4 separate regions of the Mus musculus genome follow, and regions 1, 2 and 4 are each linked to region 3. A link is a contact called in public promoter capture Hi-C data. All regions are on one chromosome and are shown on one strand. Each heading gives the region's core, a stretch centred on a gene start, on an enhancer-like site or on the middle of the called end of the contact. The rest is flanking DNA. Distances are from core to core; before and after follow the strand shown.

Region 1 (7,534 bases), core at 2,581-5,080, 2.9 Mb after region 3:
CTTAAGTTAGGTTGAATTGAGTTGAGTTAAGCCTTGAAGCAGCACTAGACCAGGACCTAGTTTCATATATTAATTATATCAGTTTTATATTTAAAGGAGTGCTGTTTTAAATCAGTGAAGTATCGAACACTTGAAAAGTATGGATCAGTTATTTATAAAGTTTGTATAAACTTTAAAAATATAAAATTCCTTAGTATGGAAGACTGATTTTGCTATGAGAAACCACGTAAAATACAGAAGATTTAATCTAGTTATCTAAAGTCATAAAGTCTCCTGTAAAGTCCAACTTGTCTCTTAGACCAGAAAGTTTTCCCAGGTATTTGGGGTGACAGGTAGTAATGTGATCCAAAGGGTTTTTTTTTTTATCTGCTTTTCTGTGTGGAAGGGGGCCATAGAGCAGCAAGATAAGACCAAGCCCGAGCTGTAGGCCAGTGTGGACTGTGAAGTTGCAGCTTATCAGGTGCGTGAATTTGTCATGTCTACAAATTATTAGGCAAGCTAAGCTTGGCTGTTAGTAATTTCCTATTTTAAACTTCTAGGGGATAGCTAAACTAGCAAAGTTTGTATAAAGGTAACTAAGTTTAGAAAAGTAAAAAGGGAAAATAATATAAATTTAAAATAATCTATCAGATTTTATTATATTCCTTAGTAAGAATTTTTAATTTCATTAAAACTATCCAAATTGTTCAAACATGAACTTGTATTTTAGAGAAATCACTTTCCAGAAGAAATAGAAGTGTTTTTGTTTGGATTGTGGTGACAACATACTGATTCACATGATTTAACTCATCTTGAAAATCCTGAAAGCCCACTATTTCCATACAGATGTACAAACTGATGTTCAGAGATGCATTAAATGGTGTCAGGGGTGTGTTCATAACAATAGTAGAATGCTTGCTAGGGGTTAGGTCCTCAACACTGGGGAACAACCGCCTTTCCTAACTAAAAGTTAAATTCCAGTCTGATTGCCTGCAAAGTTCAAGTTTATAATGATCAAGATTTTTTTTTTCCCTCTTTCAAAATTTTAAGGTGAGGGACTGGAGAGATGGCTCAGCAGTTAAGAGCCCTGGCTGCTCTTCCAGAGGACAGGAGTTCAATTCCCAGCACACATGTGGCAACTCACAACTATTACTCCAGTTTTAGAGGATCTGGCACCCTCAAATAGACATGCATGCAGGCAAAACATCAATGCACATAAAAATAAATAAAACTTAAATAATATTAAGATGAAACTGAACATTAATCTTTGGGGTATTAACTGTTGAGATATAGTTTATATACTATATATAAACTTAAAATATACATTATATAAAAGTGATGCAGATCACTTGCAACACTTCAATTACTTCCTATTGCTGTGATGGGCCACTGAACAGAAGCAGCCTGGGATGGAAAGGGTTAGCTTTCCTCTTAGAGGGCAGAAACGGAAGCAGAGACTATGAAGGAGCAGTGCTTACTGAAGTTGCTATGTTTGCTTGCTTAAAGGACCCAGGAGCACTTGCCCACCCCCAGTGGACTAAGTGTTCCACCTCAGTCATTCATTAATCAAGTAAATGCCCCCACAGACTTGCTTACACTTCAGTCTGATGGAGGCATTTTCTCAATTGAGGTTCTCATCCCAGAAGACCTTAGCATGTATCAGTTGACAGAAAACTTAACCAGCACAAGTACCGTATACCTTTTTCACAATTTATGTCTATAGTGGCTGAACCATATGGGGCCTTTGTGCCCTAACCTCAGAAAAGATGTGCTAATAGGGTGTTGTAAACTTCAAATTTGGGTAAGCTCCAGCGTCCAATGGAAAATACAGCACTGTCAGTGCTCTGAAATGTTACAGTCTGAACTCTCCTGTTTTTATTAGAGATTCTTACCTTGCCAGAGAAAGGTACTGTGAACCATTATTGGAAAACATGTCTAATCATAAGACACTACGTTCCCTAGTTGGCTGATACTCCTGAAAATACTATGATGCACTTAGATGTGGTCACAGTCTTCAATTTTAAAAATTCTGTGTAAATGAAATGCCAGAAGGTGGAGGTTCACAAGGAATGGTGTGACTAGTGTGGCCCACCTATGCTCTAATAAGAACAGTGCAAAATAACTTTCCCAAAATGATGGAGTCTGGAATTCTGAAAGTTAGCCTTTACTGTTGACATAGCCTGATAGTCAATTTGACAGAATCTAGAATCCCCCAAGGAAATAAATCTCTGGGCATGTCTGTGAAGAAGCTTCTAGATTGGGGTAATGAAGTTAGGAAAAAGCCACTCTTCTTTCTCATGGGCCTGGGGTACTGGACTGAATAAGAAGGCCAGCTAAGCAAGAGGATTCATCATGTGCTATTACCTGACTGTGGACAAAATGAACAGCTACTTAACACCCCTGTCGCCATGGCATGGCAGGAAAAGGCACTTGCTACCAAGATAATCTGGGTTTCATTCCTCGGGACCCAGATAGTGAAAGAAAAAACACTCTCCTATAAGATGTTTCCATGAGCACAGAGGTACATGCCACACACAATAGAAACATTAAAAAAAAAAAAACCTAAACAATAGGCTGCAGAGATGTCTCTGTGGTTTATGAGCAAGCAGTGCCCTCGGAGAGGGCCTGAGTTAAGTTCCCAGCACTCATGTCCATTGATTGACAGCTCCTGTTACTTCTGGCTCAATCTGGGGGCCAAAATAAACCTAGGGTTACTTTTATCATAACAGGAATAATAACAATCAGTTTTTGCAGCTTTTCTTGTTCCAAAGGACAAGTAACAAAACTGAAGCTGTCTTTATTTTGTTAGAGACTAGAATGTAAAATTCAATACAAAACGGAGTGGAGAGGTTTGCTCTGAGCACTGCTTAGGTTAAAGCAGCCCCCACCCACTCACTCTCACTGCCCAGATTTTAGTCAAGGTTGTTAGATTAGGATGGAGGCAAGTGGAAATAAAAGGGCAGATCTACCTCCACAGAAGTTCTGTCCTTTAATCAGAACAAGTGACACCAGTTTCTCCACGGGAGTGGAAGCTGCACAGGTGGTGCAGAGGGCCTGAAGTTCTATAGGACGGGAAAAAACCTCTGGGATATAAGATTTCACCTGCGGGTCGGTTCCCCTACAGTCTCAAAGTGCTAAATAAATACCAAGTTGGCATGCTGATCTTCTCAGAAGGCAAGGATTCTGACAGCCCACAGGTGTTATCTGTCAACTTTCGAATCAGGAGTTCCTTAGTCCACCTGAGGCTTTTTGGTCATTAAACCCTTTAAAGGAAAATCCTAAAATTCTGCACACAGAAGCCAAGACAATCTGGTGCACGCTAGACCAGCAGGCTACTCTGAACTATAGCTCTAGTCTTCAAAACGCTTTTTTCTTTCTCTCTTTTTTTTTCTTCTTCTTTTTTTTTTTTTTTTTGAGGCAGCTTTCACTATCGATTTCGTGGTTTGTTTTTGTTTTTTAAAGTCGCGTAGAATACGCCACAAGGTTGCGGTGGGCTAGGTGCGCGAGTACTGCCCCGAGATCCGTGGCTTGCGGAGCGGTGCGTGGGCTTCCCCGCTTGCTGAATGGCAGCCTCGATTTCCGCGGGGCCATAAGAGCCCCGCGGTTTCCGGACTCGAGCGCTAAACCAAAGCATCTTACCCACAGCTCTACCCGATAGTCTATTTTTGGCGACGCCCTCGTAGCATTTCCGGAACCTCAACCGGAAGCTGGGTATGCGGAAACTACAATCCTGTAACCGAGGCGGAGTCTCGCGAAGAAAAGCCAAGCCGCTCATTCTCCGCCCCCTCCACGCCCATCTCTCTACGTCACGGCCAGGCGGGCGTTAGTGTGCGCGTCGTGCGCATGCGCATGCGTTCTCGGCCAGTCTCGCCCCCGCGCAGGCGTCTTTCTGGCCAGTCGCGCGTGGGCTGAGGCCCTGGGCGGGCGTTGCGAAGACTTGTTTGCTTGAGTTTGGACCCTGCGACAGTTCTCATTTCCCTCCCGGTGGGGCTGGCGTACACCCGGAGCTGGAGAATGGGCAGCTAGACGCAGGCTAGGGAGCCTGTGGCTGCGGACATGAACTCGCCCGTGGACCCCGGCGCTCGGCAGGCACTGAGGAAGAAGCCGCCCGAGCGGACTCCTGAGGTAAGGCCGGGCACTGGCGAGCACTGCTCGGCCCCGACCTGGCCGTAGCCGCGCAGGGTGATGAGCACCTTTCCTGCCGCTTCCTGCCGGGGACTTCCTTGTACTTGTGATAAGAAAGCACCGTTACTGTTGACTGGCTTCTGAGTTTGTGTGTGCTCAGGTGGGCTGAAAAACAAGCTGGGAATAATGATGTGTAAGAGACAGTTCATACCATAGCCAGTGTGTGCTGTGCGTTCATCTCAGATACTGCACAATTGCCCCCAGAAGACAGGTTTCCAATGTCCGTATCAGACTCTGCGTCAGCCAGATAGTAGTAAGTCCCGTGGCGGGTGATGCGTGTCGAGTGGTTCCCTGGTGCTTTTTCAAACTTTCCGTGGGAAGTTTAAGATTATTTGTTAAGTTTTCTTGGTTTGAAGACGTTTCTATAATCTTAGTGGCTATGTGTATTATACCAAAATTAAAAAAAAAAAAAAGGAAAACCCAACAGCAATGTAAATGCAATGAGTCGTCTTGTTTGAAGTTGCAGTAACTGAAATGAAATGTTTTAATTTTTAGTCACGGGAGTTTCATACTTAGAGTTCTTTGCATAGAAAGTCTCAAACTTTGGGTAACACTCTGGGACATGACTTTGTTACAGCCATTATTGAAGTTGTGATGTGTCCAGCTTGCTTCCTGAAACCTTGATCTTTGCATAGTAACAAGGCACCTGCCCACCCCTTTCCAGGGGCTACTTTTTCCTACTTATAATTTATGAATCAGCTTTTCTGTGGTGATTACCATTGTAATGTGCATTTTAAGTTTTATTTACGAACATTATTTAGGTAATGAAGGAAAACCTTGTTTCTCTTCAGGTACCGAATTACTTAGTTTGAAATTGAGTCTTTTTAAGTAGAGGACGTTTTCTCAACTGTTGGGGAACTTATGCTTGGTCATGTGTGCTGTGTTGAGGACTTTTATCTTGTGTTACTGGAATAGCAACATTGTTGAAGGGAATATTAACTGCTTGGATTCATTGGCTGTATTTTTGAATGAGTGTAGAATTTAGGTTACTAATAAATCATTATCCAGAGTGCTAGTGATGCTTTATTTTGACAAAGAGTTCTATGAAATTCTCACAAGTTCGTTTCTGCTGTCAAAAGATTCTCGTAGTGGACTCCTAAGAGTCTGTTATAAATATATTAATTTGGTAATTATTCATTGCCAACCTGTTCAAGGCTCTATTTTGTACATTAGAAAATTTTAGTGGGCACAATAGACAGGTCCCTATAGTTCTTACATCCTGATGGATTAAGGAATTGAGAAGGTAGGTGATAAATATGCAACATGCTAGCTAATAATGGCTATTTCCAATAATAGGATAAGGAGAATTGGGGAAAGGGAAAATAAGCTATTTCCTAGGTAACTTGACTTGCTTGTTGAACGAAACTGGGTATCCCTGTGTAGCTCACAGCAACCTGGAACCATAACTTGTCGGCACTTTGCTTGTATGAAGATGGTAGTGACCCTCAAGGATCTGACTTGATGAACATTCTATTGATGCATACGAATGGGATTATGTGCAGAGTTTTATGAGGAAGAAAGCTTATGCAAATGGAGGAAATGGTCATTGCAAAGACCCTGTGATTAGAGTGTTCTGTTCATACATTCCAGGATTAACAGGGAACTCTTGAATAGTGGGCAATGAGCCAGAGTGGGTAGGAAGTCCTAGATAGTGCTGTAGGATAGGACACAGCATATAGGACTTTGTAAAATGTGAGGGTTGTTATTACTACTACTGCTACCACCACCACCACCACCACCACCACCACCACCACCACCACTACAACTACTTTTATCTGCAGTGAAATGGGTGAGCTACCATCTGAAGGTTTTGAAGCAGTGGAATGAAACTGTCTTGATAGATTTTCAAAAAGACTGGCTGTTATGTAGAGTGTAGACCAGGTGGAAACAAGGGTAGGAGCAGGAAGTTAGAAGCTATTGCATAAATGGGGTAAGAGATGATGATAGTTCAGACTAAAATGACAGCCATGGGGATTCTGAATAGCCATCAACTTCTGAAAATATTTTTAACCTTTAGCCAGGAGCCTTTGTTAATAACATAGACTAGGTATAGACTGAAGGATAAAGAAGAATTGAACATGGTTTCAGAGTTTGGGGTCTAAATTATGGAGTGTTGAAGTTGTTACCAAAGACAAGTTGAAGAGTTATCAAAGAAATGGCCTTGGATGTCACGAAGTGATACAATGCACACCTAGTGTCATGAGATCCTGGACTTCATCCTCAGCACCACAAAACAGAAATACAAGAGATTTACCAGAGCTGATTTTTGTGAGGGGGTAATATCACAAATTATGTTTTCAATATGTCTAATTTAAAATATCTGTTAGAAATGTTGGAGTAAACATTTAGCACATAAAAGCTATGTTTCTAAGAGAAGGCTGGACTAGAGAGTTAAAATTTATAGTCATCGGGTTGTAGATTGTTTTCAGTTGGGAGAATTATGAAATTATCAATATAGAGTGTATAGAGAATAGAAGAGGTAAAATTTACAGTCATTGGAATGTAGACATTTTCAGTTATAAGAATATATGAAATTAGGAATATAAAGAATATACATAGAAAATAGGGGTCACACATTATGATCCCAGCACCTGGGACTCTGAGGAGGAAAATTGCCATTGATTCCAGGCCTGCCTGGTATGAATGAGGATGGATGTGTTTGGGTATGACATGTCTTAGAAAAAAAATGTTAGAATAAATAGGTAGATTAAGAGACAGAGGGGTTGGAGAGAGAGCTCAGTGACTAAAAGCATTCACTGCTCTTCAGAGGTCCTGAGCTCAATTCTCACCAACCACATGGTGGCTCACAACCATCTATATTGAGATCTGATGCCTTCTTGTGGCATGCAGGCATATATGCATATAGAGCACTCATATACATAAAATACATAAATAAATCTTCAAAAAGCGAGACAGAAACAGACACATACACCCAGTGTATAGTGATATCATGGAAGCCAAGTTAATAAAAGTGCATGTTCTAGGAGTGTAGTTAGTTGTAGAGCATTTGTCTGTCACATATGAAGCCTTGGGCTCAATTCTCAGGGTAGGATTGGGGGATTCTATTTTTAAAAGCTAGGCATGATAACACATGTCTGGAATACCAGCATTTAGGAAGTGGAGGCTACAGCATTAAGAGTACCAGTCCAGTCTGGGCTACATAAGACCATGTTTCAAACAAACAAAAACCAAAGTTACAATGGAAGGGGATAATATTCCTGTGTTAAGCTTAATTTAGTTCCTTTTCCTTGAATATGTACTGAGTGCAAAGCATGTGAAAATATACAAATAGGCAACATTATGGTTTGAATTTCAAATCATCTCCCCCTATCCATACACACATATAGGCTTCTGTGTTTCAATACCTTGT
Region 2 (7,618 bases), core at 4,817-7,316, 2.3 Mb after region 3:
GCCTGAATTATTTTTAGAGGGGTAGGATGATAGTCAAAGTACACTAGCTAGATGAGCTTACCCATTGAACCTAATATTCCTGTACTCATCTCGCTACTCAGCTACAATTAAAGCACTGGAAGATCAGATCAGCAGTGCTTCTACTTGGTGGGTGGATAGGCAGTACTTGGCCATGAGTCAAGCTTCATGGCTAGAGAGCTGTAAGAGAGGAACCAAACTTTGAGAATCTAGAACAGCTATGACCAGGAGTCTACACTTCTTTCTAGTTAGAAATGTGCCTCTCTAGTAGTAGTAGGCTCAAGGTATATTAATATAGTTGTCAAGGATTTTCAAACGGTCCATTGAGATAAGATTCTTTATCTCATTTATGTCTCAAGAAAACTGTTAAGCTCCAACCCTTTCCCCTGCAGAGGATTCATACACTCTTTTGTTCTCCACATGCATGTGGTACTTCAAACACATGATGTAAAACACTCATATACATAAAAATGAATCTTTTAAAAAAAGCTATTGAGGTGTTTTTTAAAGGAGTAAAAATATCATATCTCTTATTTATTATTTAATGCATATGTGTTCTATCTGTATGCATGTGAATATATGAATGTGTGACTACATACATGGAGACTAGAGGAGTATGTTGCGTGTCCTGATATACTCCTTTAAGACAGGGTCTTTCACTGAATAATGTAGCCATGCCTGGCTTTCCTCTCTCCCTCTCTTCCCCTTTCCCCCCACCATCTTTTAAGACTGGGAGTCTGTGTAGCACTGGTTATCCTAGAACTCACTCTGTATACCAGGATGGCCTTGAACTCAGAGACCTGCCTACCTCTGCCTCCTGAGTGTTAGGATTAAAGGTGTGCTCCACCATTGCCTGGCTGCACGGTGTGTATGTGTGTGTGTGTAAAAGGCATATATGTGTTTAGGTAAGTGTATGCTTGTCTCTGCAGATGGAAGAAGGTATTGGATCCTCTGGAGCTCTATTAACAGTTGGTTGTGAATTATCCATGGGTACTAGAAACTGAATTCAGGTGAGCACAAAGTGCTCTTTACCACTTAGAAATCTCTTCAGCCCTATCCTTCTTTCCTTTCTTCCTTTCTTCTTTTAATATGGGAGCTGGGATCCAATGTCAGATCTTTATCTGTGCAGCAAGCACTTACTCACTTAGACATCTCTCCAGCTCAAAGAAGTACATCTTTTGGCTTTATATGTAATGAGAATTGCTTTTCAACTGTGTGAAGAAAGGGGGTAGGGCAGAAGAGGGGGCGGTGTAGTCTCCAGGGACTAAATGTTCTTATATCGGTGAACTAGTTGGAAAAGTGATAGGATTTGTGCTCAACATGCAAAAGTCTTCCATGCAATGTACCTACTGTGTTTGCATCAGTGACCAAGCATACGAGCAGGTATCAGTTAGTAATAAAGGCATTCATTTCTAAAATATTTTGTTTTGCTTTCCACTACAATTAATGATGAATCCTAGTTGTGAGAGTTTGTAGTCCCATCACTTAGGAGCTAGAGGCAGGAAGATCACTTGTCATCAGCCAAGGCAGTGCAGCAAGACTCAATATCCAGAATAAAGTTGAAAAAAAAAAAAAAAACAAACCAATAGTGGATTCTTACCTCAGGACTCTCAGAAAAAGAATAATATTTGCTATCAAAGCCTATTGTGCCCACAGTGCCCTGAGCAGAGGAATGATCTGGGAATCATAGGATGTATGATTTCTCTTTTGTTTATCAGTTAGTTCTTAAGCCTTCTAGAAAGGTTCATAATTTATTCCCTCACCATTTCAATAAGAAAGTTCTGATAAAAGATCTTCCTTATCAATGGATCAATGGATAAAAGGGCCACCATCCTTCAACGTTATCATTTCCTATAGGTTTAGGCACCAGGCCTAGCTGCCCAAAGCCCAGATGATCCTACACTTCAATCTTTAGAATAAATTCTTTTCTTTGTTCTATGACTCCTGACTTTGTGTCACTATCAGAACTCTGACCCAGGGTGATGGGTCTGAGCAAGAGAGGGACTCAGTCTGATTGCTTCCTGCCAGCTGTGTCTACTACAGCTGTGCATGCCCAAGGGACCAGGTTTGTTTGGCTACTTTGGTTTGCCATGAAACTGCAAAGGCAAAAAATGAGGGTCTGTGATTCTCCAGAGGGGGGTGGGGGGAGGGAGGGAGGTGGGAGGTGGGAGGTGGGGATGGGAATGCAGATGGGGTGAGGGTGGATGGCTAGCACAGGCAGGCAGTCAGTCAGGTCCTGACTCCAGGTGTCTCTGGCCTCTATATTTCAGAGTCATGACAGCCCAATCACCTAGGGTGCTAGGAATTTTCATCCAGGTGGGTTGTGAATAACAGTGGGAAGGAATTCCCATTTTCCAAGATGATCTAGGCAAGAGACAAGACTGATGAAAAACCTAGTCTAGTTGGGCGTGGTGGCTCACGCCTTTAAACCCAGCACTTGGGAGGCAGAAGCAGGCGGATTTCTAAGTTTGAGGCCAGCCTAGTCTACAAAGTGAGTTCCAGGACAGCCAGGGCTACACAGAGAAACCCTGTCTCAAAAAACATAAAACAAAACAAACAAACAAAAAAGAAAAACCTAGTCTAGAACAACAGAGAGTGATTTGGAGAACTGCCAATGCCTAGGTAAGAGACTTATGGAAAGCAGAGACACAGTGTAGGACAATTCAGAGACACGTCAGACCACAGCTGAAGGAGTCCTACATCATAGGCACCAGAAAGCTATAACGAAAACTTGGCTGAGTTTCCGTGAAACCACAGAGCAGGTGACCCAGAAACCTAAGAAATCACCCAGGTTCTCAGAGGAAGGAGTAGTCCTGGATTCATAAGATGATGCGGTGGGACTGAGGATTCTAGGTGTGTGCCTGGGATGAGCAAGGAGCAAGAAGAGGGACTAGCCTACAAGCATATAGCTCACCAAACTTTCCTGAAACAGGGACACACAAGCTCTTTGACCTTCTAAGAAGGGTCTCTTTCTTTTGTCCAATCCCACTGCCTGGTTTTGGACACACACAAACAGCCAAGCTACAGTCAGTGGGGTGGAGAATCACATTTCCCTTAAACATTCCAGCCAATCTGGTGGCTCAAGTTTCTCTTTTGTTTATCAGTTAGTTCTTAAGCCTTCTAAAAAGGTTCATAATTTATTCCCTCACCATTTCAATAAGAAAGTTCTGGTAAAAGATCTTCCTTATCCAGGATCTGGTCAAGATGCAGGGAGACACAGAAACCTAATCTATTGCAAGCATGTAGTTCACTTTCTGTATGTAATTTATCTTGAAAGAGAAAAAAGTCAGCCTTCTATCAAAAGAAGAAAAGAAAGAAAGACAAGAGGAATCAATTAACAGTGTACTTAAAAGACCTCTATCCTTGATTTGGGGCAGAGGGCAAGTTTAGAGACATTTATTTAGAAGGCAGGGAGCTGACTAGCTGCAGTTGTCAGCAGACCAGGTCTGGGTTGAAAGAAAACAGATCTTGGAAAAAGTCATCAGAGTGTTAATGCAGCAGCTTTCAACAATGTCTGTTCATCTGAGTGGAAAAGCCTTGAACTTCAAGACAGGCATTCCAGTATTTCCAAAGAAAAGAGCCAAGTAAAGTATTAAACTTGCCTCCTGCAAAAACTGCTGACCTGTAAGTAGGTGAAAGGGCATATAACTCTTACGAAACTGCTAAGATAGCTCAATAGCATCCAGATCCATTGAAAAAAAATAAATAAACACTGACATTAGTTATGCAGTAGGTCAAAAAGAATCTGGACTTTTGCTGATCAGCCAGCCTCTGGGGAGCTGAATAGTACTGCTTTCACCCTCAGCAGCGAGCAAGACGACAGTGAAGTAGGGGCAAATGACTAGAGAAAGCCCAGCACTCTCAAGGTCAGGGTAAAAATTAAAGACACGACAGGAAGCTGCTTCAGATTTCAACTGCCCCTTTTTTGGGCAGCCAAAGCAGATTTCAGGAATTGATGTGTCAACCCCAACAGCCTCTGCCATCACTTGCTTCCAAGCACTTATGAGTTTGGAGCTTAAGATGTAGAACAATTGACAATCCCTTCTCTGTGGACTCAGGGGTCAAAAGCACTTTACTATCTCAGTAAATACATTTTTTGTTGTTGTTTTGTTTTTCAAAATAGAGAACTTCCCTATGTAGCCCAGGCTGTCCTAGAACTCAACTCTGTAGACCAGGCTGGCCTCCAACTCCTAGAGTTCTTCCTGCCTCTGCCTCCTGAGTGCTCAGACTAAAGGAGTGTGCTCCATCACTGACCAGGCCCTTTTTTGTTAGGTAGTGATACCTGATCCTGGCACGATGTCACTTAAGTTAAAAATCCCCAATGGAGCTCAGATTTCATTCTTACTACTTATGTAGTAGGTAAGCACAGGTTTGAACACATCTAACCACAAACTCCCAAAGGAAACAGACAGTGACTCTTGTGGGGATACTCTCTGACTCTACTCTTGAAGAATGATATATACCTGAGAGCCCCTGTAAGGAGGGAAGCTCAGTCTATACCTCCAAGAGTCTTAAATGCCAAACAGGTACTCCTAGCTTCTCCCTACTGCTCCTGAAACCATTTCTTGATGTTGGATCTAGACCTAAGGGCTAACTAAACTCACCAAGAAACTATCTCCAACTGGCCAATCCCAATCCCTGATACTCAATGAACCAGTTGCTCAATAGTATCACAGAAGATTCTTCTCATATTCTGCATATTCAATACTGCTGAGCCTCCAGGAAACTACAGTTGGTGCCCAAGTCCCCAAACACATCCACATGCACCATTAAATGGCCTGCCACACCCCCAGCAGAGTGACTGAGAAATGTCAAAGTCACCCAAGAATAAAGTGCAAGGGGATGAGGAATTAGGTTTCCATCGCTTTTCAGAGTAACCTTACATGCCTTACCGAACCTCTCCAGTGATCTTGTCCCAGAATACTGTGGAAAAGACTCCATACCAACAAGTCACCCTGGATAGATCTGCAGACACATGGGTCCTTAAGAAGTAACAATCCATCGCGGGCAAATGGAAAACAGTTTCTCCTGGGGCATGGCAAGCCTTCATTTTGGGATGAGGACAGGTGAGGGAAGAAAGAATAACTCCAGAAAAGGTAGAGAGTTTGGAACACACGTTTCTTTAACTTTAAAAAGTTCTGCAAAGAGTCTTTCCTTTCTGAACAGAGGCTAAAACTGTGGCCTCTTCTCTGGAGCAAGTCTGAATCCGGCCCCTCTGAATCACATCACTACCTCGAGAAAGTCCCACCCCTCAGGGTCTCAGGGCATCTCCTAAGGGGCAGAACCTTCTGGACTCTATCTTCAATGGGACCCTATGGACGGATGGTCTGCCAGACACTTGTCCCCTGAGGGGCGTACTATGGCTAGAAGTCATCTCATAAAATGTTCCTGGGCCACCTGACTGGAGGATGCTCATCAGCCTGTGCGTTGGACGAAGGGCTACAACCGTCGCCGCGATGTCACCAGACCCTGATAGGGGGGCTGTCACCTACCTCTGTCACGATGGTGGACAGGAAGACGTCCTTGTCGTACTCCCAGCCATCCAGGCAGCTCTCCTGCTCCAGCTGCTCCAGGTCCACGTCCCGCCCCGGCTCCAGCCCTAGCTCAGAGAAGTTGGCGATGGTGGCCAGTCGGTAGCGGCGGCATTTCTGAGGCACCTGTCGTCCGTCCTTCGTCTCCAACGGGATACTGTGGTTGCGCCACGCGCTGCTCAGGTTCACGGTGTGAGGCACAAGGCAACGGTGCTCCGGGGTCCCCGCCAGGAACACGATGGACATACCATTGAAGCCATTGGGGATGATGCTGGCGCTGAGCAGGAAGAAGATGAGGCGCTGGAAGGGCCCCCACTCGCCTAGGAAGGCGGTCACCTCGTCGTAGTCCCGCATGCCGTCCTCAGCCTCCCACAGCGCCCGTATGGGAATAAGGGGACACCGTGGCGCGGGAGACGGGGCGCTGAGAGCCTCTGCGTGCAAGGCTCGTGAGTTCCCACCGACGCCTCCGACTCGGCCACCGCCAACTTTACATAGGGCCTGAGGGCGGGGCGGGCTCTGGGCATGGGCCTGGGCCGCAAGGCCCGCCCCGCCGTCCCGGCTCTGAGGCGCGGCGCGGCGCGGCACGGCGGGGGCGGGGCAGGGGCCTGAGTGACGCACAGTGGGCGCCGGCCATCGGCCGCGCGTGCGCCTGAGGCGGAGCCGAGCTAGGACTCAGAACTAGCTGGGCGGTACAGAAGGCGGGGCTGAACCGGGCTTCAGAACTGTCAGCGAGGGAGGGGTGTGGCTTCATTCGACCACGCCTCCATAGTCTCTACGGGGCCCGGGTTGGGTGAACACTTCTAGTTCCGCCCAGACTGGAAGACTGAGGCGGGGCGTCTGTGAGCCACGCCCCTAACAGGTCCGCTCTAGGGGGCGGAATTGGGTCTTTTCAGGACACTTCCTGGAGCAGGTTCCCAGGGTGCCCTTCTCTTGAGGGAAAGGGTGACTTTGAAAAGTTTGTGTCCAAGGCCATCCTGGGAAGACCATTCTGGGTGTTCAATGGAAAGAGGCTTAGAATTTAAGCAGTAAACAGCCCACCTTCTCAAATTTTTGTTGTGGTTGAGAGATATTGTGAACCTCGGAGAGTCTCATTGACAACGACAGCCTTTGTTGCAGTTTTTCCTGGAAAGACTGCCATCTTTTGTGGCTGCGGAGATAGCTCAGCTAGGACTCTCTTTAAGAGTCCAGATTGCTCCTCCAGAGGACCTTGGCTTGCTTCCTAAAAGGCATAGGGCAGCTCACAGGCCCAGTAGGCATGCACTCGGCACATTAGACAAAACAGACTTGCAGGCAAAACACTCATACACATAAAATAAAATAATAGTTATATATATTTACATATAATATATACATATATTAAAAAGGGGTGGATTTTGAGACTGGTGATGAGAAAGGTGGCAATGAATTTTAATTCCCAGACTATTATGTTCTTAAATTATTTTGTTGTCTTTTGATTTAAGAAATAGTAAAATTTTGACTTCAAGATTAAGGATCTTAGTGTAGGATTAATCTCTCAGATTTGTAATTTTTACAATTAATGCAGGAGCCAACTTGTTAAAAAACCAAAACAAAAACTTACCAGAGTTTGTGGCAAAGGACCTTAATCAAGTCTGGTCTTTATAGCCAGTTCCAGGTTCTCAAATAAACAACAACAACAAACTTTACCATGAAACCCATTATTTTGTCCTAGTAATATATTCTAAAAACCAACAACACCCAAAAACAAAACAAAAAACAAAAAACCGACCAGCAACTGTATGATTCTGAAGCAACACTGTCTAATAAAATAAGAAGTTACCCTTATAATTTTATCTATATTTATTTTTTTGAGATGAGTTTTGCTATATTGCCCTGGCTTGCTCAGTAGCTTTGACCTCAACTGACCAACCGTGCTCCTCAGCATTGCGGTGGAACAGGCAAACATTGTAACTACAATTGCTTTAGTAGCTGTTAGTAACTTTTCTGGTTACAGAGACAAAGCAACTTAAGCGGAAAGGGTTTGTTCGGCTCAGTAGTCAGAGGGTGGAGTCAGTCACTCCCGGAAGGCTGGGTGGCAGGAGTCTGCTTGT
Region 3 (7,865 bases), core at 3,869-6,368:
AGAGAGTTAGAGAGTCAGAGAGGACCCATGGGGGACCAGGCACCATCACGAAGAGGTTAGAGTCTCTACGCTGCTGTCTCACACAGTGACTGAACAGTCATGTTTCCCAAAGATGTTTGTGACTTTTTGGTCACATGGCCAAGGCTTAGAGCTTGGTCCTGGCTGATGTGTGTTATCTGCCTAGCTGGTCATCTGGATCTTGGATAGCATTTGGCCCTACCAGTTCAAAACCATCAGGGAGTTTCCTGGGACTTATTTTAGCTGTCCCACTGAAAGGGGTCTGGAAAGAAAGGGAGGCTATGCTTGTTCCTGAACACATCAGCAGGGTAGACGTAGCTAGTGGGGACCACAGGATCTCCCCAGACTCCTCCATCACCTTCCATCTCTCCCTCCTTTTCTAGTGATCCTCAGACATAACCCCTGACCTGTACAGATCCGTTTGGATGTTTTGAACTCATGTAAAAACAAAACAGTAATATATTGAACTTCTTTATGGGATGCGCCAACTGTGGCCATGTAACATTTGCAAGTGTGCCAACCAGCCCCTGGACAATCTGCACAGGAAGCCAGCAGGAATGCGGACAGGCTGCTCTGAGGAAACTTCTGTTCAAAGGCCCTGGGTAGGGCCTGGCTTTCCCAGGGAAGATGACGAGGGTGAAAACGCCTGGCTCAGGTGAGGCTGGACAGACTCCAGGTTGGGCTCATAATCACCTGATTAGCAGAGACTTGCAACAACTGTTTCCTGAAACCCCACTGCCCCAGCTTCTCACTGTCCAATAGCACCCCCTTGGACAACTGCTGTAGCCTCTTGCTTCGGGACTGTGCCGTAGGCAGCTGCACTGGGGCCCTATGTTCAACAGGGCCAGCAAAGATTCCTAGAGTCCAGCACTTGGGGAGAAGGCAATGGGAAGAACCCGAAGAGGGCCTTGCTCCACCCAAGTTCAGCACGCTTCCAGAAGCCACCCTGACACGGGAGCTTGTATTCTCGGACCTTGGGAAACAGCAGGCTCTGTGGATACCTCAGTGTAAAGCCAGCTTCCGACAGCCCAGTGAACCCTAATGGTAAGATGAAGAGACCCATACCTACTACTTACTACTTCCAGTCTCCTTACCGCCTCTCCCAGAGCAGGAACTGGAAAGGACTTTGTCAGCCTGGAGGAGACAGGCCTCTTGTTCAGAACTTGTGTCTCAAGTCTCCCACCTAGACCTCTGGTCAGCCTGACAAAAACAGGCCTCCTTAGTAAATGGTACGGACACCATGAACCTGAAGGCTGATCCCCCAGCAAGCCTGAGCAAAACACCTGTGACAGAAACCCCTGCCCTCTCTGGGGGGGATTGGGGCTTGAACACTTCTAATGAAGGTTCCTAGCTCCTGCTCCATTCATGGCTTCACAGCCCTCCTCATGTAAAGGCGCCATGAGTAATAAACCACAAATGTGTGTCTGGTGTGCCTGTCGCTTACAGACTTCCCTGGTCACCTCTGGGTGAGTTTTATTCCGATGGTTACTAGCTGAAGAAGCAAAGGGGCTCTCCTTGGGGGTCAGAACCTTCCTCTAAATCAGGGGATATATTCAGGGTAGGAGATAAGAAGATACAGGCTCAAGATCTGAACCCACACATGCCAGCAGAATCCTGGGACTGGCCACATCCTGTCACTGAGTCCTCTGTATCCCCTTTTGTTATGCTCAGCAAAGACACCCCAAATTTGTTGCCTCAAAATGTCCATTCTCTCAGTTCTAAGGGCTCAGGGGCTTGCCTGAATAGGCCTCAAGTGGATTCCCCCTCATCTGTCTGTCAGCTAGGATCCAATGACAATGACACCTACCAACCTGTGACTTTTCTGCATGGCCTGGACTTCCTCACAGCATGGCAGCAGGATTCCTAGAAAGCTGTGTCACCTCATATGACCAAGCCTTCAGAGTCACATGCTGCCACTTCCTGCCAGAGCCAGAAATTTACCCCACTTGAATTAGAAGACAGACCCACCTCTCAATGAGGAAAGTATCAACGTCATGTTTAAATGAGAAAATATGGGAGAGTACATTTCGTTGTAGCCCTCAAAAACAAAATAAAATAAAATTAGCTCTCTTGTAGCCCAGGCTAGCACTGAACTCACTATGTAGTTCAGGATGACCTTAAAGTTCTGGCCCTCTACTCCTTGCTCTATCTGCTCCAGTTACAGTTGTGCACCACTGTGCCTGACTTCTACAGTGCTGGGATTCAAACCTAAGGCTTTATGCCTGTTAACATAAGCACTTAACCAAAAAAGCTACAATCTTAGCCCTTGTTACGGCATCTTAAATAACACCACTCATCTGTAGCATGAGACAGTAATGCTCAAAATTCAGGTGTGGTTCAGTAAGATTCAGCTCTGTGGAATATACACAGAGAGCCTAGGACAGATCAGACACCTCACTGTACCTGTGGCTGGCTGTCCTCGCTCTATCTGCTCCAAGACCAAATAGTAATCACGGTCCTGCAGAGTGGGCCCATGTCTCCCCCTAACTTGTCCTTACAGCAAACTGAAGAAAGATGCCCAACAAATGTGCCCATTTTCATAGATGACAAAACCAAGCTCTTTCCCTGTGTGTAGAAAAGACAGGAGCGTCAATGACAGTGTCTCTGTCCCCTTCCTCCAAGGGCAGAGATCCAAGGAGGGCCACACTCCCCAGACTGTACACATGCATTCCTTGCTAAGCAGAGGCCCAGCCACACACAGCTGATGTCAAGTCCCTACCTCTGTCCCCCTGAGGAGCTGGCAAAAAGCAGCAGACCATGTTCTCTGCCACACTGGGTCAACTAGGAAACCAGATAAAAGAAAAAGAAAAAGAAAACAGATGTAGTGGACCAAGATGACTAAGGTGGCTCACTGGTAACAATGCCTGCTTTGGAGATGTGACATAGCCTCCCAAGCCCACCACAGCCTACAGTCAACAAAGCACTCCTCCTTCATCCTAAGAACAACATCGTTAGGGCTGCAGGGGTAGGTGTCACTGTGTCCATTTTACATATAGGAAATCTGAGGCTCACAGTGCATAGTTATCTGCTTAGAGATACACAGACAGGCGAGAGTGACAGGCTTGGGACTGAACCCGTGCTCTCGGAGGTCCCCTAATTTTTCTTCAGGGTTGTTTGGCAACATATGGAATCTGCTAGGCAGACCCCTGACGATGGGTGGACAGCACGCAGAGCTTTCTAGAGGCTGACGCCCCAAACTCTCCCTTTCACCTCAGGCTGCCCTGGGCCATTCTTGGCCCATTACTGCCCCCGTGTGGACTCATACCTTGTATCCTTGCAAATGGACATGCAGAGCCATGGAGTGTCCTGTGCCAGCCTGAAGTGAGGACAGAGAGAATGAGTTGTTCAAGGTCCCAAGTGAGACGCTGGGGAGTGCCCTGCCTCAACAATGAGGCTCAAGGACTGAGAGGAGGCCTTGGTTCTCCCTACCAAGAAGGCCAGTTCTCTTTGTAATTATTTGTAAGTCAAATAATTCTGGAAGGGAGGTATCTGTTTATTGAGTCCTTGACTATCCTGTGTTCCATGCCGCTAAAGAAACCAACGAGATGACTGTCCCCATGGACAGATGGCTCTGAGGCTTGAGAGAAGCGACCTTACTAGATTCCCTGTCCTTAAAGCTTTGAGTTGTCACAGGATTGGGGGACACTCCTGGCATTCAGAAGACAGTCGAGGTTAGCATACACCTGAAATCCAGGACACTGGACACGCCCAGTAGTGAAGCTGCTCACTGTGAATGCCAGCTGAGGAAACCCTGCTCTGGATTCAAGGGTTGGGCAGGGGAATGATTGCTTGTTGGTTGAGACAGGGTCTCAATACATAACTTAGGCTGGTCCCAAAGTTGCAGCTCTGCCTCAGCTTCCCAAGTGCTGGGATTACAGGCTTGCACCACCATGCCCCCCACTACATCCAAGTCTTGTTCAGTCCCTTCCTCCTTTCAGCCTGTGCCTTCTTGGCCTCCAGGGTTGCCTTGAAAGGACAGATGCCAGAAAATGGAGAGAGGATGGGACCAAGGACAGGAAGGATAGGCCTTTTCTGAGCAGGAAGATGGACTTTTAGGTAGGTTTATGGTTAAAAACATGAAATACCGCTCAGTTGGGGAAGATGGAAGGGCTCTGTGACTGGGTTTTGGTGACAAGATGCAACATTGAGAATGTACTAATGCCACTGAATTGTATGTACCCTTCAAAATTGCTTGTTTTTTTATGTATATTTTACCACAATAAAAACAAACAAAAACCACAAGAATACAAAGCTGTTCTTTAATAAGTGCTGTAAGCATTTTGCAGTTTTCTAGGGAAGAAAAGAAATAAGCTACTGGAGAATGGGGCAGCGGGCTGGCATGTGAACAAGACTGCCCCAGTCTGCTGAGGGGCCTTCTCAGGCCTTTGTTCCAGGGTTCATCAAGACAGTCAGCTCCAGCGCTCAACCCATAAGGGAGTATCCCTTCTCTCCCACCTCCGGGACCACAGAGGTCTCTTGTCACTCAGTGTGCTAGGTAAGAGTTCAGGAGACCTTGTTTTAGTCCGGCCTCTGCAGCGGGCCTATTGTGTGCCTCGGAGCAAAGCCGTTCTTTTCTGGGCCTGTTTCCTGCACAGTACATAAGGTAGGACTCAGAAGTTTTCCAAACCTCTTCCTATCTGCCCACTGCAAAATTCTCTTCCTGTAGCGACATGTCAAGTTTATCCTGTCTAATCCTAGCAAGAATTTCTAGAGATCTCCGTGGTCTGCCCCAGCAGTGGCACCGAACTCTACAGCGCCATGCCAGGAAGGCCTTTGTCCTTCCAGGGTGCCAGTAATTTACCCTCACAGGGTGTCACGTTATCAGCGCAGAGACAGCAACCTGCTCGGGCGTGCCCCGCCGCAGTTTAGAGTCCCGCTCCACCTGGCGGTCTGGGGACACATTCCTGGGAGGGAAACCTCGGGCGTAGGAGAGAAGGGCGAAGTCCGACCATGGATCAGCGGAGAGTATCCGCCCGTGATGACGTGAACTGCAAGCTATCTCGCTTGCAAGTTCCGTAAACGCCCGGGAAGGGAGCTCCTGGGGGCGGGACCAGCACTGAAGCCCCACCCAGAGCTGACGTCGCGGGCGGAGGCGGAGCTAAGCGCGCAGCATCTGGGTACTGGCTGACCGCTCGGCGCCATGGCCGCGGACACGCGCGCCAAGGCCGTCACTCTGGACCTGAGACGTCGGCTGCTCAGGTACCGGGTGTGGGCTCCGAAAGCGCGTATAGCGCCCACCCCGAGTCCCTGATTTCCCCGCCTCCCTCAGCCTACTAGAAGCGGCCGTGAACCACCCCGCGACTCCGGGGCGTCCCCTGTCCCGTGGAGCGAGCTTTGCCCCTGGCAGCCACCTGCATAAGGAGCTGGGCCTGGCCTGGGGGGCAGTCATGTCACGGGCAGGGTTACAGGAAGTCTGCTCTTGGCCTGTGAGGAGTATCCTCGGTGCCACGTGGAGAGAAGCTTATGGTTGGAACTTAGGACTGGAGCTAGCCATTACTAACGGGGACAGCAAGGCCACTGGGTTGGCAAGGAATGTTAGGGGCTGAGATGCAGCTCCTAACAAGGGGGTTTTCTTCAGGAAGCCATTCCGAAGCCCTTTTCACTGGGACTGGAGGAGTCTCAGTGTGCAAGCAAAACTGAGAGGGCCACAAAGGCTTAGTTTTGTCTCAGAAACTTTCTGCTCCGTCCTGTTCACAGGAATGGGGAGGCAGGGAAGTTCCACCGTGCCCTGCAAGCTTTTGTCCATCCCAGAATCAGGAAGGAGTGAAGGGGGCTGTAATGAGTGGAGGTCAGTCTTCAGACAGGGTTGTCGATCCTTTGCCTGTCCCCACAGCTCTTCCTGCAGACTCTTTTTTCCTGAGGATCCTGTTAAGATTATCCGAGGCCAAGGGCAGTACCTGTACGATGAGCAAGGGCGAGAGTACCTGGACTGTATCAACAACGTGGCTCATGGTCAGTATGACGCCTCTCACCCTTGGTGAGACAGGGGAGGAGGCTGAGGCCATAGATCTGACTGATAGCCTGGGTTGAACAGAACTGAATCGGATGCTCAGGGGGGCACCCCAGTCTTTGTGAAAAGACTCCACACCATAGCTGTGCTAAACCAGGCAGGCCTGAGAGGTTCACATGCCAAGGTCCAAGCTGCACGTCCCACGTGGAACTCACATCAAACCAGGCATATATACAGTCCACCCATCCATGACCACAAATGTAGTGTGCTCATCTTGGCCTCGTGCAGGGTGCTGACAGCAGGCCTTCACCTCTATTGACTACTATAGGGGTAATAGGAAACTTTAGTATGAATTCAGCCAACTGGGCTACCACAGCTGTTAGAAGGCACATTGCAGGCAGGTAAGGGTTAAAACCCAGGACTCTCCCAGCACTCAGGGCACAGAGGCAGGGGGGTCTCCTGAGTTAACAGCCAGCCTGGCCTACGCCTACATAGCAAGTTTCAGGGACAACTAGGGCTTCACAGAGAGACCCTGTCTCAGGAGAAATGACTTAATCCTGGGCCTTTTTGGTAAACTCACTGCCCGGTGTTGTAGGTAATTGTGTTAATTATTGCTACCTTGCTTTGACCATGTTGGCACGTGAGCTCTAAGAATGCAGATGCCATGGCTGACCCTCTGACAGTGCCCCTCCAGCTGAGTCTCAAAATACCTCTCTAAAAACCTTTGTTTTCTAGATAGCATTTCTGACCCTCTTTTCCTTCTGCTGGACTCTCTTCTGGGCTCCCCCGCCCCATCATTAACTCCCCTCTTTCCACTTTGCCTTCGTTAACTTCGTCTCCCCTGGATGGGTTTGCAGATAGAGCGGAGGGGGCATCTGGTGGGGCTGGCTGGGTGACGTCGGCCACTTGATGCAGATGCCCCTCTTGCAGTTGGGCACTGCCACCCTACCGTGGTCCAAGCCGCACATGAACAGAACCTAGTGCTCAACACCAACAGCCGCTACCTGCATGACAACATCGTGGACTATGCCCAGAGGCTGTCGGAGACCCTGCCGGAGCAGCTCTCTGTGTTTTACTTCTTGAATTCTGGGTAAGTGAACAGCAGACAACATGCTGTTGAGAACAAGTTCAGAAAAGAGAATCATCCCTGTGGGTGCAGTGCAGAGAGCTTGGGAGCGTGGAGCCAACTTCATGGCGAGGCTCCTGGGCTTCTAGGTTGTAGATCCTAGAGCTCTTTCTGTTGGCTCCCATTTCTTCCTTTGTAGAGGACACCACCGCCTCCCTTCTAGGCACATTGGGACTTAGTGAAGTAATGGGTTTATTTATTCCTTGTGGATTCAGCCCTCAGGTGGCTCAGCAAGCTTACAGGACACCAAGTAATTCTTCAGAGAAATGTAAGATTACAGAGAACATCTAGTGGTTCCTCAGAGAAATATAAAAGTATGGCAGTGTCCTTTTCCGAAGCAAGAATACTAAATAATGAAGCCTAGAAGCAAGCAGCAGGGGACCTGACTTGACTGTGCCTCTGTGTAGATGCTAAGAGCTCCTGGGGAGGTAGCTAGGGGAGATGGAAGGAAGGAAGGGTGCTGTCACTTTGGGGAAAGTCTGCTTGTCCAGGTTGGTCACCACCTGGCACAGCCTGGGCAAAGGCCCTGTGGCATGAAGGGGCAAGGAATGTTGTCAAACCAAACAAAAGAGGAAAGAGTGAGCAGGTCCTGGGAAAGGGTCCAGGGCTACAGTCAAATGGAAGGAGCTGTTTTTATCTTCAGGCCACTAGAGGCCAGGCAGTGCTGGCAGACATTTTTAATCTCAGCAGAAGCAGGTGGGTCTCTGTTGAGTTCAAAGTCAGCCTGGTCTACAGAGGGAGTTTCAGGACACATAAAGAAACCCTGTCTCA
Region 4 (7,157 bases), core at 2,391-4,890, 2.1 Mb after region 3:
AAAAAAAAAAAAAAACCAACTTAGGGGATCACTGTCGCAAAACCAACTTAGGGGATCACTGTCACTCAAGTTACAGTTAGAATGGACAGGACAAATCCTCGATCCATTTTAAGGGGTAGCAAAGGCTGGCTTATGAAATGGAAAAATGGGGTAAGATAAAGAAATCAATAGAGGCCAATCCACAGGTTTTGGCATGAAAAAAATATGTGGCTGATCATATCTATAACTTACTAAACTCAAGTTCCGGAGGCAGAACCAGGCCTGAGAGCAAGGCAAGGATCTGAACGTAGGAAACCTCTCCTAACTTATGCTCCACCCAACGAGCAGTATGCACTCATGTGCAGGCTAGTTTGGTAGAGTTTATTATTAAAAACTGAATTTCATCTGAGTCCTCTTATTTCTCAATAAAGTACAAGCCAAGAGCACTAACTAAGCAGAGTAGCTTATAGATTTAGGAATGAGAAGGTGTGAAGCAGCCATTTTACAGAGGGCCCAATAAAAGTGTACTAAGCAGTATGACTGTTTTCAAGATGAAATACGTAATGACTTTTATAATTCCAGCATTCTCTCTAGTCACAGGAAAGTTTAAAGCTTCGTTAGGTGTTTTTTGAGTTTGTGTACTAGTTAGGTTTTATTGCTAAAACACTAACCAACAACAATTTTGGGAGGAAGAGGTTTATTTGACTTACAAGTTAGTTTCATTCCAGGAAGCCAGGGCAGGAACTCAAGGCAGGAATGTGTAGACTGGAACTAAAGCAGAAATCATGGAGGAGTGCTGCTTCCTGGCTGGGTTGCCCTGGCTTGCTCAGCTACCTCTCTTACACAGCTCACACCCACCTGCCTAAGGATGGTACTACCTGCAAGGGGCTCAGCCCTCCCATATCAATAAGCAATCAAGAAGACAGCCCTTGCTCGGACAGCCTCCCAGGCCAATCTGTGGAGGCAATTCCTCAATTGAGGTTCCCTCACTGCCAGTTTTGTCTAGGGTTGTGTCATCTTGTCAAAAATATGACAAGCTGGCTTTGTTCATCTGAGACAGGGTCTCATATAGCCCAGTCTGGCCTCGCTCTCCTGGTCCTCTTGCCTCTATTTCTAGAGTGCTGGATTACAGGCATGCTGCGGCATACCAAGCTTACATGAAAGTTTAAAGTCACATTTAATGATGCTACTTAAACGACTTACAGGTGATTGGTTAAATAAACAAGGGCTGGAGGCAGATGCAAGTCAATCTCTGTTCATTCAGGGTCAGCCTGGTTCACATAGTCTCAGGTCAGCCAGGACTATACAGTCAGACTTTGTATTAAAGCAAGTAACAACAACCCTGCAGGACATGAACTCAACGAAGCATTAACAGAAACTAAAACCAGCAAGTGTGTATATGCATTAACAGATGCACAGCACACCACCTACTTAATTTGTATAATAAACAAAATTCTGATACACTAAAATATAAATGTGAAAGTGTAATTATAGATACACAAAGACATGGTTTTACAAGCACAGAAAGAATTTAACAATAAACACTTACCTTAATGGGATTCTGCGGCACTACATAAATTCACATTCTTGTTGCATATAGATATGCAAAACATATTTATATGTAAAACATCACAATCCAAACAAGGCATTCCAAAGATTTACATCACGGTAGACTATGGTGAAAAACTAAAAGCAATCTAACTGCAAATAATACTGCAACTATTAATGATTTTATATAGCATCACAAATTTCAACTAAAAGACTCCAGCTAAATTAAAAAAAAAAAAGTCTAAAGATTGAAACATCCCATACACCAAGATTAAGAAATCATTATAGTGGTTTTGCTTTCTTCTTCAAAACTTCCTTTTATTATTTGTTATTATTATTAGAGGTGTGTGTGTGTGTGTGTGTGTGTGTGTGTATGTGTGTATGTACACGCGAATGTCTGTGCATGACACAAGGTCAGAGAACTCATTGTGGAGTCAATTCTCCCCTCACCCTTCTTAAGTTTGACCCTGGCGTGACCAGCAAATGTGTTTACCTGCTCTTGTCAGCCCTATTGTGCTTTAATAACTTCACACTGTATGACAGTGCTCTGGGGGGAAAACCCCGAAATGTACCATTAGATAGGACTATGATCTCTGCTGGGTTAAACAGTACATAGGAAAATAAAAATGCCAACAATGGTTATCACTGGGTGCGTCCACTGCAGGTGACCATCTTCTCTGCATACTTTCCACTCTAAGGTCCTCTACAATAAGCAACCACTACTTTTAGAATTATAAAAATTTAATTCTTAAAATACAAAACTTTACAGACACCATTACCTTGGGATCATGAACAAATGTATTTCCTTTGGTTCCAGGAGGGAAATCTCCAGTACAAATATACTTTAGACATTCAATGATGGTCTAAAAAAAGAGCAAGTTGTGTGTTATTTAGTGATGAGAACCACAGTAGTTTATGACAAATATTCATTCACAGCCAGGTGTGGAGGTGTGTATCTACAATTCTAGCATTTGGTGGACAAGAAGATCAGGTCAGCCTAAGCTATGTGGGATGCTGTGTCCAAAATAAATAAATTAAATAATAGCAAAAAATATGTATACATGTAGCTAGTGATTATAAGCGCTTTATTATGTCTTCCTTCCAGGAGATCAAGGCTAAGAACAGACCTGGTACAATGTCAAGTAACATTTCCACATAAAAGTCCACCTCCTGACATTCAACATCCAAGTTGGTATTTCTGGCTATCTTGCAACTTATTGTGTAGATCAAACTGGCCTCAAACTCATAGAAATGGGCATGTCTCTGCCAATCTAGGATTAAACGAGTGTGTCACAACGCATTGCCCAAATCTTCAGAAGTAATAAAATAATTTTCCAGCGTTAGGGCTACTCTATCAGCTTCATGTCCACAATAAGTCTTTTTTTTTCCATCGTTATGTTTTACCAGTAGACATGTTTTGCAACTCTAGGTTACCTATCTCTCATATTTAAAAAAAAAGCTTTTTGGAGGGGCTTTTGGGAGGTCCCAGTTGGGCACAGGTAGGTGGCGAGAGTCTGCTACGCTTCCGGAACTAGGGGGCGGGGCTGGGAAGCAGGGGCGCAGCCGGCCTTCCCCGGGAACGAGATGCCAGAGCGGAGCGCACGCGTGGGCTTCCGACACTCCGAGTTGCTGGGCCGGACCGGCTCTGAGGTCCCCGAGGCCCACGCAGCGCGCAGGGCGACGCCCTAAACACCTTCTGGGGCCCTCGCCTCAGGACTTACCGTCTTCCCCGCCCCATTGGGTCCAACCAAAATTGTGAGGGGGCTGAAGAAAGAGATAATCTGCTTATCTTTATCCTCTATCCCAAAACTTCGCACGCCCAGAATGCTCATCTTTTCGATCCGGGACATGTTTGCACCACGTTCCTTTACTCAGTGCCAGGGGCGAGTTTTAACCTCAAGGCGGAAGCTGGGCAAGCCGGGAAGGAACGCCGCGAGAGGACCCAAAAGTTCCGAACACGCGCTGCGAGCAGGAGCTCCGGTGGCGAGAGCACTTCCGGCCCCGCGGGCTTCGGTTTCCCGGGAGGGCGCGGGCCGGTTAGGGTCTGCACAGCCCAGAAAAGCCAAGCGAGCCAGCAACCGTAAGCTCGCACATTCCCGCCTCGCACGACCTGGGGTCACGTGGGGGCGGGCGCGTACTTGTCCACGCCTCTCGCACGCCCGGGGCATGCCGGGAAGTGGGAGTCCTAAGCAACACGAGCAGGACGAGTAGCTGTTGTCTTTTAGAAGTTGGGCAGGGAGGCAGCTGCCACCTATCACTGTTTGCTTTGACGTTTTGAGATCGGGTCTAGCTCTGTAGGCTCGAACTTGCGATTCTCCTGCCTCAGTCTTCCAAGCGTCGCTATTACAGAGCCTCCTAGCCCATCTTAAGTAGCGAAGACCATACTTTACGTCCACATTTGGATCCCTGGACCGCATGGGTAGGCTGGGGTGCAGTCGGAGACCCCAGTTAGTGGTTTGTTAATGACATCTACTGTACGGACAGTACTGTTTAACAGCGTTTTTCACTGTCACTTTTTATTATTATTATTATTTTTTTTTTTTTTTTTGGTTTTTCACTTTATAGTGGCGAGTAGTTTCTCTTGATCACGTGACTGTGGTGCTGCCATTACAATAGACTGCACTCTTGTATATATTTTTCCTTTAGAATAAATCAGTTTTCATTTCTACTAAGCTGTAAATGTTGCTAGTTAATGCTTACATAGGCTTGTGTTGAGATCCTTGCAGAGCTAATGGTTTTGTGAGCTGGAGAGGTGGCTCAGTGGTTAAGAGCACTTGCTCTTGCAGATTGTCGGGGTTCAATTCCCAGCACCCACATGGTGGCCCCAACCATCTGTAATTCCAGTTCCAGGGGATCTAACACCCTCTTCTGACCTCCCTGAGTTCCAGGCATAGACATGCTGTAATACATGCAGGCAATACACAAAGTATATATGTGTGTGTAGGCTTTTTTTAAAGTTTTGCCACTGAACTATTAGTAACATATACAATGCCTCCACCCTCAGCAGTATTTAAAAGTGCAAAAGGAGTTTAAGACCAAAAGTTTGTGGACCCAAAACCAGATGCTGTTCCAAGACAGGGTTCTTATAAGTAGGAAGAAAGTCCGCTCCTGTCAACAAGGTCACAAGGTAGGAATTAGGTAGAAAGGGGCTGGCTATGGAGGCTCAAACCTGTAATTCCTGCACTCAGGTGAGTGACTGAGGCAGGAGGATGCCTTTCACTGTTAAGTGTGGACTAAGAGTGAGACCCTGTCTCATACAAAAATAAAAGGCTGGCCTGGCGTGCCCAGCCCTGATTCATAGATCAACAGCACAACTCTTGGACCTAGGCTCACAGAACATGTCAGAAGAGGGGGTGAAGAGATTGTAAGAACCAGAGGTCCAGGAAACCTGTGAGATTGTGTCTCCTAGAAATGACAGAAAATTTCACACATGATACCATAGCAATATGGCTGCCTAAACAAGACCTGAACAAGGACAGCATCAGTAGACATGCTGACATGGAAAGGGAGCCCATAGAGAACTACAATGGAATTAACTGCTGAGAAGAGAAGAGGTGGTCTTTTCTGGGGAGGAGTTGGTTATCCAATACCAAGTGGTTAGCCCTGAAATCATATGTGTACAAGTAACACTAACTGGCTCGGTAGGTTGTTTGTGTGTGTGTAAAATAACAAAGAGGCCATGAATTTGAGAGAGAGTAAAGGGGAGACAGAACATGAGAGGGCTGAAGGGAGAAAAGGGAAGGGGGAAATGATATAATTACATTTTAATTTTTCCATTGTCATTTTGTGACGTGTAATCTTGGCAGCCAGGAACTCATTATGTAGACCAAGCTGGCTTCAAACTGAGAGAGCCACCTACCTCTGACTCTCAAGTGCTGGGATCAAAGGTGTGAGCCACCACACTTGGCTTCATGCTTTAATTTTTTTTTTTTCAAGAAAAAGAAGAAGCCAGACAGACCTGGTGAGACAAGCCTGTAATCCCTGTTCTAGGGAAGCTGAGGCAGGAGGATCATTGCACATTCCTGTGGGGAGCCGCCCTCACATTCGCCGTTACAAGATGGCGCTGACAGCTGTGTTCTAAGTGGTAAACATAATCTGCACACGTGCAGGGGCAGTTTTCCCGCCATGTGTTCTGCCTTTCTCGTGATGACAACTGGGCCGATGGGCTGCAGCCAATCAGGGAGTAATACGTCCTAGGCGGAGGATAATTCTCCTTAAAAGGGACGGGGTTTTGCCATTTTCTCTCTCTTGCTCTTGTTCTTTTTCTTGTTCTTTTTCTTGCTCTTTTGCTTTCTTGTTCTTGTTCTTTTTCTTGCTCTCTTGCACTCTTGCGTTTTTGCACTCTTGCTCTGGCTCTTGCTTTTGCCCTTTGCACTCTAGCGCTCTTGCGCTCTGGCTCCTAAAGATGTAAGCAATAGAGCTCTTGCTCTCTTGCACTCTTGCTCCTGAAGATGTAAGCAATAAAGTTTTGCCGCAGAAGATTCTGGTTTGCTGCGTCTTTCCTGGCCGGTCGAGAACGCGTGTAAGACATTCCAAGTTAGCCACAGCTACAATGAGACCTTGTCTCAAAAAACAAAAAGTGAAGGGAATTTGAGGGACTCAGGAAATTCTGAATGTAAACCTTGAAATCAGGAGACAAAAATGCTTATTAAACAATATTTCTATAATGATAATGCTTTTAATTTAAGAAGAATTTTGAGGGCTGGAGAGATGGCTCAGTGGTTAAGAGCACTGACTGTTCTTCTGAAGGTCCTGAGTTCAGATCCCAGCAACCACATGATGGCTCACAAACATCCGTAAGGAGATCTGACGCTCTCTTCTGGAGTGTCTGAAGACAGCAACAGTGTACTTACGTATAATAAATATGTAATAAATCTTAAAGAAGGCGGAGAAGGAGGAGGAGAATTTTGAGATTCATATGTGAATATTAGTAGCATGGTATTTAAAAATATGAACTTATATGTATGTGTGTGGTTATGTGCACATGTTGGGAGCTAAAGAGTGTGTTGGGTCCCTGATGTGGATGCTAGGAACTGAATTCTGGACCACTCTGATACTCTGGGAAAACAGCATGTGAACCTCTCGTAAGTATGCACAAAGCACACGTTTTGAAAAAAAACAGTTCAGAACAAAATAGTTAACTGAAAAAAAATAATGGATATGTCATGGTAGTTACATTCTGTCACACACACACACAATTCTACCTTGTAATAGTAAAGGTTTTCTAGTCAAAATGACCAAAAAAGAAAAAATTATGGCTCAAAGTTCCAATCAGCCAAGTCCCCAATTCTCGGTAAAGTACTTCTGGAAAACGTTTGGTTTTACCTGAACCAAAATTAATGTGATGAAAAGCTAAGCTGCCACGAGATGCTATCTTATGTCCACAGGAACCTATGCATCTTTCTAATGCTTTCTGATCGCTTGTCTCCATTAACACAGTCTGGTAACTGAGCTAACTCTTGGCTAGTCTTCGTTCTGTTTTCTTTGTCATTTATGTTGAGTATCTTTTGAAAACAGATGGCAAATATCTTTGATACAGTTTTATGCTATGTGTCTTTTTTGTTTGTTTGTTCATTTGTTTGTTTTTCTCTGTGCAGTCCTGGCTGTCCTAGAACTCACTCTGTAGACGA

The links. Promoter capture Hi-C pulls out the DNA fragments that hold promoters and counts their contacts.
Region 1: a contact with region 3 is called in a promoter capture Hi-C map of pre-B cells, with 3 times the contacts expected there. The contact joins the promoter of Rapgef6 here to the promoter of Phykpl in region 3. A contact is called at or near these places in 2 of 39 promoter capture datasets (liver and pre-B cells).
Region 2: a contact with region 3 is called in a promoter capture Hi-C map of liver, with 3 times the contacts expected there. The contact joins the promoter of Slc22a5 here to the promoter of Phykpl in region 3. A contact is called at or near these places in 2 of 39 promoter capture datasets (liver and pre-B cells).
Region 4: a contact with region 3 is called in a promoter capture Hi-C map of liver, with 6 times the contacts expected there. The contact joins the promoter of Rad50 here to the promoter of Phykpl in region 3. A contact is called at or near these places in 2 of 39 promoter capture datasets (both in liver).

What each region holds. Positions count from the first base shown.
Region 1 is chr11:54,519,015-54,526,548 of GRCm38.p6, forward strand. It overlaps Rapgef6 (Rap guanine nucleotide exchange factor (GEF) 6), which reads left to right and starts at 3,831. Exons shown (of 29, transcript NM_001252494.1): 1 at 3,831-4,104. The coding sequence starts at 4,036.
Region 2 is chr11:53,885,637-53,893,254 of GRCm38.p6, forward strand. It overlaps Slc22a5 (solute carrier family 22 (organic cation transporter), member 5), which reads right to left and starts at 6,067. Exons shown (of 10, transcript NM_011396.3): 1 at 5,511-6,067. The coding sequence starts at 5,903.
Region 3 is chr11:51,579,663-51,587,527 of GRCm38.p6, forward strand. Phykpl (5-phosphohydroxy-L-lysine phospholyase) reads left to right here and starts at 5,119. Exons shown (of 13, transcript NM_028398.3): 1 at 5,119-5,217; 2 at 5,852-5,970; 3 at 6,899-7,058. The coding sequence starts at 5,159. Col23a1 (collagen, type XXIII, alpha 1) reads left to right here. Exons shown (of 29, transcript NM_153393.2): 29 at 402-4,263. The coding sequence ends at 404.
Region 4 is chr11:53,703,679-53,710,835 of GRCm38.p6, forward strand. Rad50 (RAD50 double strand break repair protein) reads right to left here and starts at 3,641. Exons shown (of 25, transcript NM_009012.2): 1 at 3,249-3,641; 2 at 2,307-2,390. The coding sequence starts at 3,377.